Linked DNA regions of Zea mays: region 2 is linked to region 1. The links are chromatin contacts, called in public Hi-C maps. All regions are on one chromosome and are shown on one strand. Each heading gives the region's core, a stretch centred on a gene start, on an enhancer-like site or on the middle of the called end of the contact. The rest is flanking DNA. Distances are from core to core; before and after follow the strand shown.

Region 1 (7,140 bases), core at 1,429-3,928:
ATTAGATTGCCTAAATTTTGAACTTTATAAACGCTGCACAGGCGAATCAAAACTGCCACGCCAGCTCAGCCCTCCAGGCTGGTCTTTGCCCATGCGCGCGCATGACCGTTTGCTACCGAGATCCTCTGGATCCACCTATCCTTGCGACCTGTCGTGGGGCTCATGACGCCTTGCCACGCGGCTTCCCTGCTCCGGCTAGATGTCACGCACTTAACCGTCCACATCGCATCAGGTCAGGGGTCAGCAACCGCTTTTGACGGACTCATTTCCCTCGCATCCAAATAACGGACGCAGTTATTGAACACAGAACATTCCCCCAAACAAAGATTGGAGGAAATAAATCAAGACATCCCGCCAAAACAGTACCATGCAAACATTAAAAAATCTTTATTCATCAACTGATCTACCATAACACATAGCAATGGCACCTATTCTTAATCCTGTAGCTCCGAACATCAATACTGCTTTTAATCAGAGATGGCAATAGGTACACAAAACCCAAATATCCGACTGTTTTTACCCGATAAAAGGCAGGAATAGGATGATTTCTCTACCCGCGGGAATTTAATGGGTAAAAACTTCTACGGACGGGTACGAGTACGACGGGTACGGGTTGGTACTACCAATACCCGTCTACTTATGAGAAGAATATATTCACATCAATATCACTATAACCATCTAATAGAGTTCATCTTACCTAAAATAAAATCTTTCTCTAGATATTATTTATCTAGCTACCAAGTTATATAATCATATGATTTATTATATTTGAAGTTAAACTTGTTTTTTATGTTTATTTAATATTTCGAGTGATTGGTATATTGGAACTTAAGACTTTACTAGCGGATACGGGTTACTCGACGGGTAAAATTACCCGTACGGGTACGCGTATGTGTAAGATTTTATATCAGCGAGCATATATGGGTAACTCGACAGTTAGATTTCTTTTTGATAAATACGGGTATAGGATGGTACTATCCAATAGATATGTACCCGTTGCCATCCCTACTTTTGATCCATGGTGAAGCTTATTTCCATGCATAAGATAGATGAAGGATCCTATTGAAGTTTGGACGCATCTTTTGGAGAAAACACGAGAATCTCAATAAGACCATACGCTATACCATGAAGCGCGCTAGGAAAAAAAAATCTAAATTACCTCCTTCAAATTTCAAATGTGTTTAGATTATTCTTTAAAGTCTATATTTTGTTCAATTTACTTTCTTCAAGTATTTACGTTGATCTAATTTACACCATAATAAGATTTGTTATTTTTGTTTCTTCATGCGTAGGTTGTGGTGACAGAGGATATCATATATTATGTTAGAAAGACATATCTTATATTCTGTCATTATTTTTAATGGCTTAGAGATTTATTAATAAATAAAACTAGAGGTACAATACCGTGTATAGCATAATGTTAAAATTTGCAATATATTTTAACACAACCATGATGTCTTCTGTGACGTAATAAAAATTGGAATTAAAACATAATTTGCACATAGTGAGATAAAAATAAGAATCTTTTTAAGATATAAACTAGACCAAATGAAACCGTTGGATAGAGTAAACTGAACTAAATATTAATTTATAAGGTTATTTATACGTAGCCTAAGCTTGAGGAGGGTAATGTGGACTTTTTTCTAACGTTTTCAAGTAACTATTTTTTGTCAAGTTAGCCAGAATCGCTTGCTTGCATCTGTAGTGCTGTGCTGCCTCTGCCTGCTTGTAGCACCAAGCAATACGCGCACGAACGAAGTTTCCTCGGCGCGGGTCGTGCCGTCTTGAGGACGCGCACCGCGGGCGGGCGGCGACGCGCTCAGACGCGCGCATGGTCAGCAGTCAGCACAGCAATCGGCAGGGCAGAGAGGGCCCCAACGGGCAACGGCCCCGCGGCGCCCGCCCAACCGCAAGGCGATGCCAGGCTGCCCGGCCGCTTCACCAAACGCGGCGGAACCCGACAAATGGCCAGCCAGCCGCGCGTCGTGCGGGGCCCTTCCCGGTCGTCCCCAGCCAGCCAGCCCCCCACCGCCTCACGCAACCTACCTGGCCGCGCCAAGCGCGGGGGGCCCTCTCCGGCCTGCGCCCCTGCCCGCCTCTATAAAACCCTCGTCCCTCCGCAGCGTCCTTCCCCACCTCCATCCAGCTCGAGCCAGCCCGTCGCCTGCGCGCATCTCTCTACACTTCTACTGCTTCATACTCTCGTAGAGAGATCCCGCGCGGCCCAATAAAAACCCGACTCGCTAGCTACACTACACACTCGCAGATGGCCGGCCTCAGGATGAAGTTCGTCGCCGTCGCCGCCATGGCCGCCGCGCTCGTGGCGTCCGCCGCAGCCGCCGAGGCCCCCGCCCCGGCCCCCGCCTCCGACGCCGCGGCCGCCGTGCCCCTCGCCGCGGCCTCCCTCGCCGCCGCCGCCTTCGGCTACCTCTTCTGCTAGATCCGCGCTGGACGCGTGGTTTCTGCTTGATTTGTGATTCGTCTGGCGCGAGTGGAGTCCGTGTCGTGCGCGTGTCTGTGTGAGTTGTTTCGGCGGGCGTGTGTCTGTATGTATGGAGTCGGTGGCGGAGGAGGAGGTGTGCGCGTGGTGGTACGTGCGTCGACGCTCCATTGTTTGTGGCGGCGATCATGTGCCTGCCCCGTTTTCTGGTTATCAATGAGATGATTTATTTGATTCTTTCCAGCCTGAGCACCAAGTGCACACAATTAATTTTACGGTAATATCGTGTGCCCATCTAGCGTTCAATCTGAGGTATAAGATTCTCTATCTGCGGGACTGCGGCCAACGAAGGTTATCTAGCGTGCAGTATGAGGTATTTGCGACCAACGAATTTGTCTCGGCAATTTCAAGTGGTTCTTTGCCTTCTGCAAAGAAAAAACGCTAGTGATAATCTGATAGATTATATGGCATTTGCTGCATGCCTTCAATTCGTGCATCCAAGTTCAGTGGGGACAATAAAGAAATAAAAATACGGTAATACAATTGAGAAATTTGGTCCGGCGAAGAATCATCTGGATTGAACACTGGCAGAAAGCCGTCAAAGAAAATGTTCAGAATCAACAGAGCGTTAATTTTTATAGTCTGCAAACGGATGCTGTGGCACCGAGTCCGATATTAGGCCGTTGGTTGGTTTTGAGGGCTGTTGAGAGATCCAAAGATCGAAATGATTGGTGTTGACAGCCATGCGCCATGTGGTATGTCCGTATATGTGCGGCTCGCTCTTTCAAACTGGTCCACAGATGAGTTGTCTACTTGTCTTCGTACCCACTGCATCAGCATGGCTGGCAGTCTTCGGCGGAATCTGCCCAGCGCCCCTACCGACTGCATCAACATGGCTGGCAATTGGCATGCTGAAAGAAAGATGGCGCGCTGGAAGCTGAAACAAAATGGCGTGCCATCGCCATCCACGCACTGAGATACAAGGAGCTCAAAGTAAACAAATAATATATAGTAAATAATCTACGTGACGTGCACTCTAGGGAGTGTTCGCTTCGTGTTAAAGCACCGCAACCGCTACGTTTTTTTAGTTCAATCTAAAGCTGTATTCGCTGCAGTTTTTTTTATTTTAATCTGCAGGGGTTCGTAATATCACACTGCACCGCTGTCATTTCTGCATTGAAAGAATTTTTAATGGAACGCTATTTTTTCTTCGGGCCGACGGGCCAGTCCAGCTTCGGGCCTATTTCCGCTGTCACGTAGAGAACGTGCAAAATAGGCTCGTTGTGCTTCGGGCCTGGCCCATTGATCGAGCCATTGACCTAAGCTCGCTAGTTCTAACTGGGCTCAATGTGCCGCTGACTTTGGGCCATGGCAAAGGATGCAATGGAGCGAACAATCCGCACGTCCACAAGTTTCCTTTTTGAAAAAAAAATAAATTTATTTTCAACTCTTTCTCTTATAAAAAATAGTTTTCGAAAGAAAACTTAATAGACTTAAGCCGTGAATAGGATGGCAATTTGATCCTGAAATCAGATATTCGTCGCAATTCGATTCCAATAGAGCTAGATATCGATATATTTTTTGACTTATGAGTTAGACCTGTATCCGAACCAAGATCGGGTGGATCCAGATTAGGATATTATATCCCACCCGCGGGTTATCCATTGAATATCCAAAATCGGGTTATAGTTTTTTTGGTCATATAACATAACAAAGAGTAAATCTAGCTCCATGAACGACTAAACCCCACGCCAAACACTCCCGATTCTCCACCGGTGACCACCCCTTTTAGCCTTACTGGCTTGCTTCGTTGCGCCCGTGCCCTTTCCAAGTTGTGTAGGCCGCAACACCGCTGGCGGCTGGCCGATGGCTGGTCTTTCTTGCTTGCATCTCAATCATGTGGCGGTCACCTGCCTACCCGCTCTGGGCTCTTCAGTACATGTTTTCATCGTCATTTCACACTTTTATATTGTGTGTTTGGTTTGTAGAGTCACTTTATGCTTCACGAGGTGATGCATCATAAGTTCACTCCATCATTTTTGGTAGAATCAACCCACTCCTCATGTATATACTAATTATTGGCTTATGAGGGATGATGTGATGATGGATCAACGCATTCTATTCCACACACCAAATAAAAAAAAGTGAGAAGTGAGAAGAAGATGGATCACTTCATTCCTCAAACCAAACACACTATTAGTCTAGCGCTGGTTCCCCACTTCCCACTCCTTTTAGTCTAGGCCCCTTTCATGGTCATATTGAGAATATTGCTTGTTAAAAGATATGTGTAGTTTTATAATTATTCTATTATTATTTTTAGCTACGTATGATGATGAATTGAGAAGAATTTTATGTCACATACGAGGCATATTTGAAATCCGTGGATATGGACACAAATTTCTATCCACGAGTATGGGCCCGGATAGATATTATTTCAACTATAGATATATTATGAACGAATATTAATATCAGGCCCGAATTAGATTCCTTGCTATTCCTAGGCGTGACTACGAGTCCACGACCACGGATGAATCGCTCCAAGCGTAGAATGGAGAGAAGGAATAAAATGAAGAAGACACGTTCGTAATGATGTTGGAATTGGAATAATTGTACCGAACCGCCACGAGATCACAACATTTATCTGCCGACGAACAAATATCTTGCCTCAATACACTTGGCAATCTACCAGTCTCGCTAAGGGCAACTGCTTCACACGAACTCGCTCATCATGGCGAGCACCTGCGCCATCGTGGGCCGCTCCTCCGGCGCCTCGGCGGTGCACAGCATGCCGATCTTCACCATCCCCATCGTCTCATCGCTACCCTCGCCAGCCACCACCTCAAGAAGCACCATTCCAAAGCTGTACACGTCCGATTCCTGCGTCGCCCGCGCGGCCGCGCCGGAAGCCAGCTCCGGGGCCGCGTACCCGTGCCACCCGCTCGACGCGGGCGCCGACGTCGTCGTGCCCGTGTCCCGCTCCAGGAACAGCTCGGGCGGGCACCGCGTCCGGGTGGCCTGCGGGGCGATGGACTGCTGGATGTTGGTGGCGTAGCGCATGAGCCCGCACTCGGACACGCACGCGCCGCCGCGCTCGCCCAGGAGGATGTTGGACGGCTTCACGTTCGCGTGCACCAGCGCCGGGCGCGCCGGGAACGTGTGGATGTAGTTCAGGCCCTGCGCCGCGCCGAACAAGATGCTCTTCCTCGCCGTCCAGTCCAGATTCCTCGCGCCTCCTCCTGCAACGAGCCAGCAGCAGCAGCAACAGTCCGTCAAGAACAGACACTCACTCTCTTGCAGCAACTGCATGCAGATTGGATAATATTTCCATAGCGCACCGTTGGCTTGCAGAAGGGACTGGAGGCTCCCGTTTGGGAGGAAGTCGTAGACGAGCAGCCGCTCCCCGTTGGAGTTGCAGTACGCCCTGAGGCTGACGACGTGCCGGTGCCGGAGCCGGCCGACGAGCCGCATGTGGCGGTCGAACGCCTTGCTCCGGCCGGCGGGGAACTGCAGCGCGCTGAGGCGCTTGACGGCCACCAAGACGCCGTCCTCTAGCACCGCCTTGTACGTGCTCCCGGACACGCCCTTGCCAAGCACCTCTGCGGATGCCTTGAGGAGGCTGTCCAGCCGCAGCTCGTCGCCGCCCTCGAAGCAGACGAGCCCGCCGGTCTTGTGGCACCTGTCTTCCCCCTGGGCTCTCTTGTCTTCCTCCTCGAAGCACAGCCCCGCGTCGGGAGCATCACTCGCGGACCGGAGCTTTCTCCTCATGTAGACGAACATGGCCACCGTGATGGCCAGCGAAACCGTGACGAGCACCGCGTTGCCAATGCCCGTGGCCATGAGCGCAGTCAGGCTAATCTTACTGAATCCCCCGTTGCTAGAAGAAACACCCACACTGGCGTCCGGAGATTCAGCGGCAGTAGCACTAGTGCTCGAGTTACCTGATGACCGGCCTAGAGCATCGTACGCATGGACACATTGTGGCAGAGGCGGACCACAGAGAGCAAGATTGTCACCGAAAGCGGAGCTCGGGAACCTGGACAGGTCGCCGGAGATCTCCCCGGCGAGCCTGTTCCCCGACACGTTGAAGCTCCTGAGCATCGGGACGCGCAGCGCTTCCAGGCCTCCACGGAAGCCGTTGTGCTCTGCTCTCAGGGTGCGTAGAGCGGCCAGCGAGATGCTGAGGCTTCCGCTGAGCTTGTTGTGGGAGACGAGCAGGTGCCTCAGCCACGGGCTCGCCGTGGAGTTGTCCAGCGGGGGGAGGGTGCCGGACAGGGAGTTGTTCCTGACGGCGAGCACCCTGATTCGGCCGAGCCCGAGCAGCGGCGCCACGGTGCCGGCCAGCGAGGCGCTGTCCAGGAAGACCCCCGCCACCCTGCCCCTGTAGCACCTGACCCCGAACCACGTGCCGGTGCACGGGCTGGGGCCGACCCAGGACGCCAGGGCCGTGGCGTTCGGGTTGTACGCCTTGAAGGAGAGCAGGGCGGGAAGGTCCTGGTGGCCGCCGTCGGCATGGTCACCGTGCACGTAGCGTGTCGATAGGTAGACGAAGACGGCGAGGAGCAGTAGCACGGGTGAGTAGTGGTGGAGATGAGGCATTTTGGTTTTTGTAGTTGTTCTGATTTTCGTCTGTGTTTGGGTTTGACCGAGAAATCGGCGAGGTGAGCTTTTTTATAGCGCGGGGCGCAGGGGTGACAATTATC
Region 2 (7,140 bases), core at 1,718-4,217, 150 kb after region 1:
CTACCTGCTAGCCAAGCCGTCCCCAACCCCGAGTGCTTTTACAACATCGCAGCAACGCTGACTGATCCTGCTCCTGCTTACAACATCGCAGCAAGGAACCTCTCCTCACTGATTGCGCTTGCCCTGCCCCCCTCCTTCCCCTGCACCTCCATGTCCAGTCATCGCACCACCAAACGGAACGGAGCCATCTTCTTGTACGCAACGCACAGCCTCCCCCCACCACAAGTTGCAGCGTTAACAAACGCGCGATACTCCGCTGGGTCCTCGGTAGGGATGGCAACGGGTACATACCCGTCGGGTAGTACCATTCCATACCCGTACCCATCAAAAAATATTCTACCCGTCGGGTTACCCATATATACTCGCGGGTATAAAATCTTACCCATACCCGTACCCGCGCGGGTATTTTTACCCGTCGGATAACTCGTACCCGCTAGGAAAGTCTTAAATTCTAATATACCAATCACTCAAAATATTAAATAAACATATAAAAACAACTTCAACTTCAGATATAACAAATCATATGATTACATAACTTGGTATCTAGACAAATGATAGCTAGAGAAGGGTTTTATTTTAGCTAAGATGGGCTCTATTAGATGGTTATAGTTGTATTGATGCGGGTATATTTTACCCATGGGTAGACGGGTATGGGTAGTTGCAACCCGTACCCGTACCCGTCTACCCAACGGGTAGAGGTTTTTACCCATTAACATACCCGCGGGTAGAGAAATCATCCCGTACCCGCCTTCATATCGGGTAAAACCCGTCGGGTATTCGGGTTTCGGGTACCCATTGCCATCTCTAGTCCTCGGGGGTTTTCGACGGAGAAAAGCATCCTGTTTGGTCTGATGACCTGGACGAATAAAAATATCGTCCTGTTTGATCTGATGACCTGGACGAATAATCGGGCTACTAATCTTGGAAGCGAAGGCTGGAGCGCCGTGCCGCTGTCAGCCTGTCTTCACCGCTGGCTGCCTCGCTGTCAGCTGTACTGTACTGCACTGCACAGCACTCGCTCACTGAGAGACAGGTGCTGCTGCCCCAAGCTTGAGCCTGAAAGCAGCCGCCACAAGTCTCTATTGAATACTCTGCTCCTGCTAGCAATAGGAGCAAACAGATCTACTCCAGATACGTGCTGACGTGTCACTTCTGTGATTTTTACATTCTAACACATTTTTAAATTATTTCTAAAAATAATTCTAGATTAATTTTATTTCCAAAACTGTGCTGACGTCTCACTCTGTCTCGCATGACCGATTTATGAGAGTGACAGGTCAACCAAATTTTAAGCAATAATATGATAAGTTTTTGTCGCGCCACCGATTCAAACTCATCATCTGTCGCGTCACCCCGTCTGGTGCGATAGAGAGAACTATACTAGTTGTTTGCTTCGAATTAAATTTAGCTGAAAATAAAGATACTGCAAAAACAGTATAAACCGATACAGATTAAAGACAAACGATCATACCAATAGAGCATGCACACGATTTCCTCTTTTTTTTTCTTTCCTCTTCTTCCACAACGAGCGCCACCGCTCTTCTCTGGCCACATTGATCATCAGGACATGTAGTTCCCCCCTTCCCCCATCCTCCTCGCTTTTAGTGAGAGAGATCTCCCTAATATATAGGTGAGCACTATTCACTATCTACACGCTAATTGTATCATTTCTTTGGGAAATTAACCATGTTTAAGCTCTAGAACATGGTAATTATATGTATTATGATGATATAAATATTCTATGTTTTTTTAAAACTTTAAAAACCGATAAAAATATTAAATAACTAAGTTACGGTAGACAGAGTGTTGAATAGGAAGCGGACCATATGTATTATGTTGATATAAATATTCTATAAATTTACCCTTGAGGTTGTGCTGAGGTTGTGCGCCCACGCTGTGGCTTGGTGTCATGAGTGGGAAGCGGATCGGCACCCACGCTGTGGCTTGGTGTCAGGCGCGGTTAATGTGACCAATTATTTATGTCAGGTTAGTTCGGACCGGGTGCGGGATCCACTCGAGTGATTACCTTTCGACACGCCCGTCCTCTCATGTCAGGCTCTAACATGCCCGGTCTCGGCTCGGTGCCGCGGGGTTCGACCGTGAGCGTGTCCTTCTAGGGTTGGCGCTTCTGCCTCTTTCAAAATGATCGTGAAAAGATAGAAGTTGTTGAGCCATATAACTCTCTCTTTCTTGGGTCTATAAAAGAGAGGAATTCAAGCCTATTCAATTTGGCCATATGCACTCCTAACCAAAACCAAACATGAAGGAGAGGTCATGGTATTATAGATCTAACGAGCCAAACCTCTATAAACTGGCCACACGCTGAGTAACAAACTATATCTAGGCCAGCCTATCTCTAGCCAACGGCTCTCACTCCGTCCATAAACTTTGTTCACTTTTTCTATATACACACATGATATGTTCATACCTATAAAATAGGTGTATATGGCTAAATTCACTATGTTAGAGCATCTCTAGCAGTGTGACATATAAAAATATCCTATAATTTGTAAATAAGTATAATTGATAAAATTTAGGTCACTGATAAAATAATTTGTTCCAACAGTAAAGCTCAAAATCTAAATTATAGACAAATCACTGCGGTGTAGTATATTTGAAGCATTTGACAGAGTGCTCTATAAATTTTTAATCAAATTTTATAAAATAAGATATTTTTGGGGTAGTTTTATCTATGTAGAGATTTATATTTCAATTTAATACACCAGTTTGAGGCATCGTTAGAGATGCTCTTACATTAGGTCCCTTGTTTATGTCTTGTCCTAAGATTACAAACCTTTTATTTGTGTGCCATGCTACCACATATTATCACGTTAGACACCAATGGTCCTGTTAGGTCATCGCTCTATTGTTTTTAGAACTATGGTTAACTTTTATACGCGATGGAACACCTTACGAATACGTTTATATAGCAAGGCCGGCTCACGTGAACAACGCCCACGAAGTAGCGTTGGCTGTTGCAAAAGCAACCGTTTCAAGTTTCCTCCCTAGTGCACCCAGGAAATCGCCAGCACCTCCCCTGTTCCCTCTCTGTCTCTGGCTCTCTCTCCTCTCCGCCCCTTTTTATCGCCCGATCTCACACATTTTGGAAAGAGGAGAGAGAGGGAGAGATTAGAGGGAGCGCCCTGCCCAAGCAAAGAGAAACCGCGGCGCGAGAAGAGGGAGGAAGGGCAGACGGGCGAGCAGGATGAGAGAGATCATCAGCATCCACATCGGCCAGGCCGGGATCCAGGTCGGCAACGCCTGCTGGGAGCTCTACTGCCTCGAGCACGGCATCGAGCCCGATGGCACCATGCCCAGGTGAATGCTCGACTCTTGTCGATCTGCCGGACGCGTGCCTCCTGTTCCCCCCATTTTTTTTTGTTGGCAGCGCGCATCTGTCGCGCGTTCTAGGGAGCCGGGTGCTCGAAATTCTGGCGTGCTCGTTCGTCGCATTTCCGAGATGTTTCGGATCGCTGCGTTTTGTGTGTGTTCTAATTCGGTGGAGCAGACGATGGGCCGGGTAGGTGTGTAGTGATGGTACTTCTATGTCGGCTCCGTAATTTTGGTTCGTTTGCGTTGTACTTCTAGTCTGGTCCTTTGCGACGGGGTTTGTTTGGGTCGGATGTGTTGTGGTTTGTTGGGTTTTGGTACATTTTTTGCCGGTTGTTGAGAGATTGCAATGCATGAGCCGGACTAGATGCGACGTTTCCTAATTAAGGGTTTGCGCTAGCATTTTTTGGATTACTATTAATACTAGGCCTGCCAATTGCTGCATCTGTTCTTTTCCTGCGAATTAGGCAGGCGACACAGATGACAGAACGATGCCTTGAGGTCCTCAGAGGAGCGCACGTCTATGTTTGTGTGCTTGGGGACAGATAGAGTTTCCAACTATGTAAGACGCAAGATCTGAAGAATTGAATCTGTGGGGATGCTTAATAAATAATATAACCGGGGAGCTCGGATGAGTGTCAGACTCTGGATCTCCCTGGATTCACGAGTTTCATCTTGTCCTCTGTTAAAAGTGGCATGCTTCTCTCTGTTTGCCTGATTTTGTAGTAGCATAGAAAATTTGCCCTAATGCTACTCTGCTTGATAATATAAAATTCTGTTTAGGACCCTGAGGAGGGAGGTTGCGTAAGCTATAATTACTCCTTTAGCTCATATGCCAATGGTTACTACCTTACTAGAGTTCCTCGCTATACATTTTTTTAACACTGGTTTGATTATGATGCAGTGATACCTCGGTTGGCGTCGCACATGATGCCTTCAACACGTTCTTCAGCGAGACCGGTTCTGGCAAGCATGTGCCGAGGGCCATCTTCGTCGACCTTGAACCCACTGTCATTGATGAGGTTCGCACTGGCTCGTACCGCCAACTCTTCCACCCAGAGCAGCTCATCTCGGGCAAGGAAGACGCAGCTAACAACTTTGCCCGTGGCCACTACACTGGTAATTCACCATGTGTATGTGAATATGTAATAGGAGTGGGTATTATGCTTCTGTGACTGTGGATATGTTCAATTCTAATTATGTGGAATGCAGTTGGGAAGGAGATTGTCGATCTATGCCTGGACCGTGTGCGCAAGCTTGCAGACAACTGCACTGGGCTGCAGGGATTCTTGGTGTTCAATGCTGTTGGTGGTGGGACTGGCTCTGGACTTGGGTCACTTTTATTGGAGCGCCTTTCAGTTGATTATGGCAAGAAATCCAAGCTTGGTTTCACCATTTATCCTTCCCCACAGGTATGACCTTACCTATGCTAAAACCTTATATTAGCAACCTAGTATCCGGTGATTTCTCAAAAAAAGTATTCGTATATCTATTCTTTCCAAACTGAGATGCTGGCTTAAATATCTGAGAAATGGAAATAATACATGAAGCAGGTTAACAATTTATATTTGTCAACCAACAGGGAATTGTTTTATATAGAATTAATCTACGGACCATGTAATTTAGCAGCACTGTCCTTGCCTTCTAAATCACACAGATAGACACTGATCATTGGACCAGCCTAGCATTATTTAAATCATGTGTGGACAAAAAATCAACTGTTGTGGACTTCTGGTTAGTGAGGAGGACCTTCCTGTGCATGGTTTAGACCATGATTAGTACAACTGTCACATGCCACAGGTCATCTTTATGAGTGTCTTGAAATCATGCATCGCATATGTGCCAACATTATCCTATAGTGCTGCTCCCTCCTGTCCATGTGATGTGGGCCATTCAGCTTGCTCATGAGAGTAGTTTCTTTTTGCATCTTAGCTGTTATGTGGACAATGGGTAGAGATGATCGATCATTTTGGGTCTGGTCCATGGTTTAACTTTTCCTCTAATGCCACCCTGGATTGCAGGTGTCAACAGCTGTTGTAGAGCCATACAACAGTGTCCTCTCCACCCACTCCTTGCTTGAGCACACTGATGTTGCAGTCCTCCTGGACAACGAGGCTATCTATGACATATGCAGGAGGTCCCTTGACATCGAAAGGCCAACCTACACCAACTTGAACAGGCTGATCTCACAGATCATATCATCTCTAACCACCTCCCTGAGGTTTGATGGTGCTATCAATGTGGATGTCACCGAGTTCCAGACCAACCTTGTTCCATACCCACGTATACATTTCATGCTTTCCTCATATGCCCCTGTAATCTCTGCTGAGAAGGCTTACCATGAGCAGCTCTCTGTTCCTGAAATCACCAATGCCGTCTTTGAGCCCTCAAGCATGATGGCCAAGTGTGACCCAAGGCATGGGAAGTACATGGCTTGCTGCTTGATGTACCGTGGTGATGTTGTTCCCAAGGATGTCAATGCTGCAGTCGCAACCATCAAGACCAAGAGAACTGTCCAGTTTGTGGACTGGTAAGCTGTCTTTGTCGCAATTTGAGTTGCACTTATTCTATAATATCACATGCTTATCCCTTGATTAGTGATCCTAACTAACTCAATTATGCTGCCGCCACACAGGTGCCCCACCGGATTCAAGTGTGGCATCAACTACCAGCCACCGTCTGTTGTCCCTGGAGGCGACCTGGCAAAGGTCCAGCGTGCCGTGTGTATGATCAGCAACAACACTGCCGTTGCTGAGGTGTTCTCGCGCATCGATCACAAGTTCGACCTTATGTACGCCAAGCGGGCGTTCGTTCACTGGTACGTCGGTGAGGGTATGGAAGAGGGTGAGTTCTCCGAGGCCCGTGAGGACTTGGCTGCTCTTGAGAAGGACTATGAGGAAGTCGGCGCAGAGGGTGCAGATGACGAGGGTGACGAGGGCGATGACTATTGAGTAGCCGGTTAATAATTAGTTCGCTGGTGCTTAATGGTTGAGTTATTTTGAGTATACTCTGTATGGGTCCACTCCATTGCGTGCTGCTGCTGTGTGTTTCCATTTTGTATTTTGTGATAAATTGTTCGTAGCCCCCTATTGGCCATGATTGTTGTTCATATCATCCTGTTTTGATTTGCAATGCTATTCATCGAAGTTCGATGTAGTATATTTCATTCTGTTGCAAGTGCTGTGTGCTTAATAGTCAATACCATTGTAGTGTTCTGAATTATAGATCAACTATTTATCATTTTTCCATTTACAAGGACAAGCTAAACTTATGAAGAAAGTATTTATGAACAAAGTATTTATTGATGAAAGCTTAACTAAACTACTAATTATATTTAATCATTATTATTATTATTATAGTTTTTTTGTTTATTATTTGTCGGATACCTATGAAAGAGGTATCCAAAGCAAGGCCCGCGAACTCCTATCTAGCCCATTTATTGACCAAATCCCCGCTAAGCAAGTCTGCAAGGCGGGACGAACGACCAAGATTCTGATGAGCAAGACTGCAAGGTGAGACGACTGCGAGGCGGGACCAGATCCCCGTCGAGTGGATTCGAAAGGAAGGAACTTGAGCCAACGGTGCCGGCCACGATAGCCGCGACAAGATGCAACGCCACCAAACCATGTCCACGTCGTGTGAGCGGCACCAGGGGGTTACGGCATCGAAGTCTCCACCCATGTACCAAAAAGAACAAGACGACATGTCTAGCGTGTGCTCTAGCATGCTGAAGGGTGACAGAGGGAGTTGATGGAAGATGAAGTCGTACTGAACACGTGCCTCAATCTTACCAGGAGCACGTTTTGCGGG

What was found. Hi-C and Micro-C count contacts between places; a contact is called where the count stands out from the background.
Region 2: a Hi-C map of leaf shows a contact between it and region 1, with 4 times the contacts expected there. The contact joins the promoter of LOC542582 here to the promoter of LOC100501446 in region 1. A contact is called at or near these places in 7 of 25 Hi-C or Micro-C datasets (ear, leaf, leaf mesophyll and 1 more) and 2 of 3 datasets of contacts at active chromatin or transcription factors (leaf and seedling).

Annotation. Positions count from the first base shown.
Region 1 is chr7:168,935,013-168,942,152 of Zm-B73-REFERENCE-NAM-5.0, forward strand. LOC100501446 reads right to left here and starts at 2,679. Exons shown (of 1, transcript NM_001348009.1): 1 at 2,159-2,679. The coding sequence starts at 2,611. The coding sequence ends at 2,195. LOC100277357 reads left to right here and starts at 2,131. Exons shown (of 1, transcript NM_001348008.1): 1 at 2,131-2,677. The coding sequence starts at 2,267. The coding sequence ends at 2,440. LOC100285528 reads right to left here. Exons shown (of 2, transcript NM_001158419.2): 1 at 5,776-7,140; 2 at 5,021-5,676. The coding sequence starts at 7,036. The coding sequence ends at 5,150.
Region 2 is chr7:169,089,478-169,096,617 of Zm-B73-REFERENCE-NAM-5.0, forward strand. LOC542582 (alpha tubulin 6) reads left to right here and starts at 2,968. Exons shown (of 5, transcript NM_001112118.3): 1 at 2,968-3,318; 2 at 4,235-4,449; 3 at 4,543-4,742; 4 at 5,352-5,860; 5 at 5,966-6,505. The coding sequence starts at 3,206. The coding sequence ends at 6,281.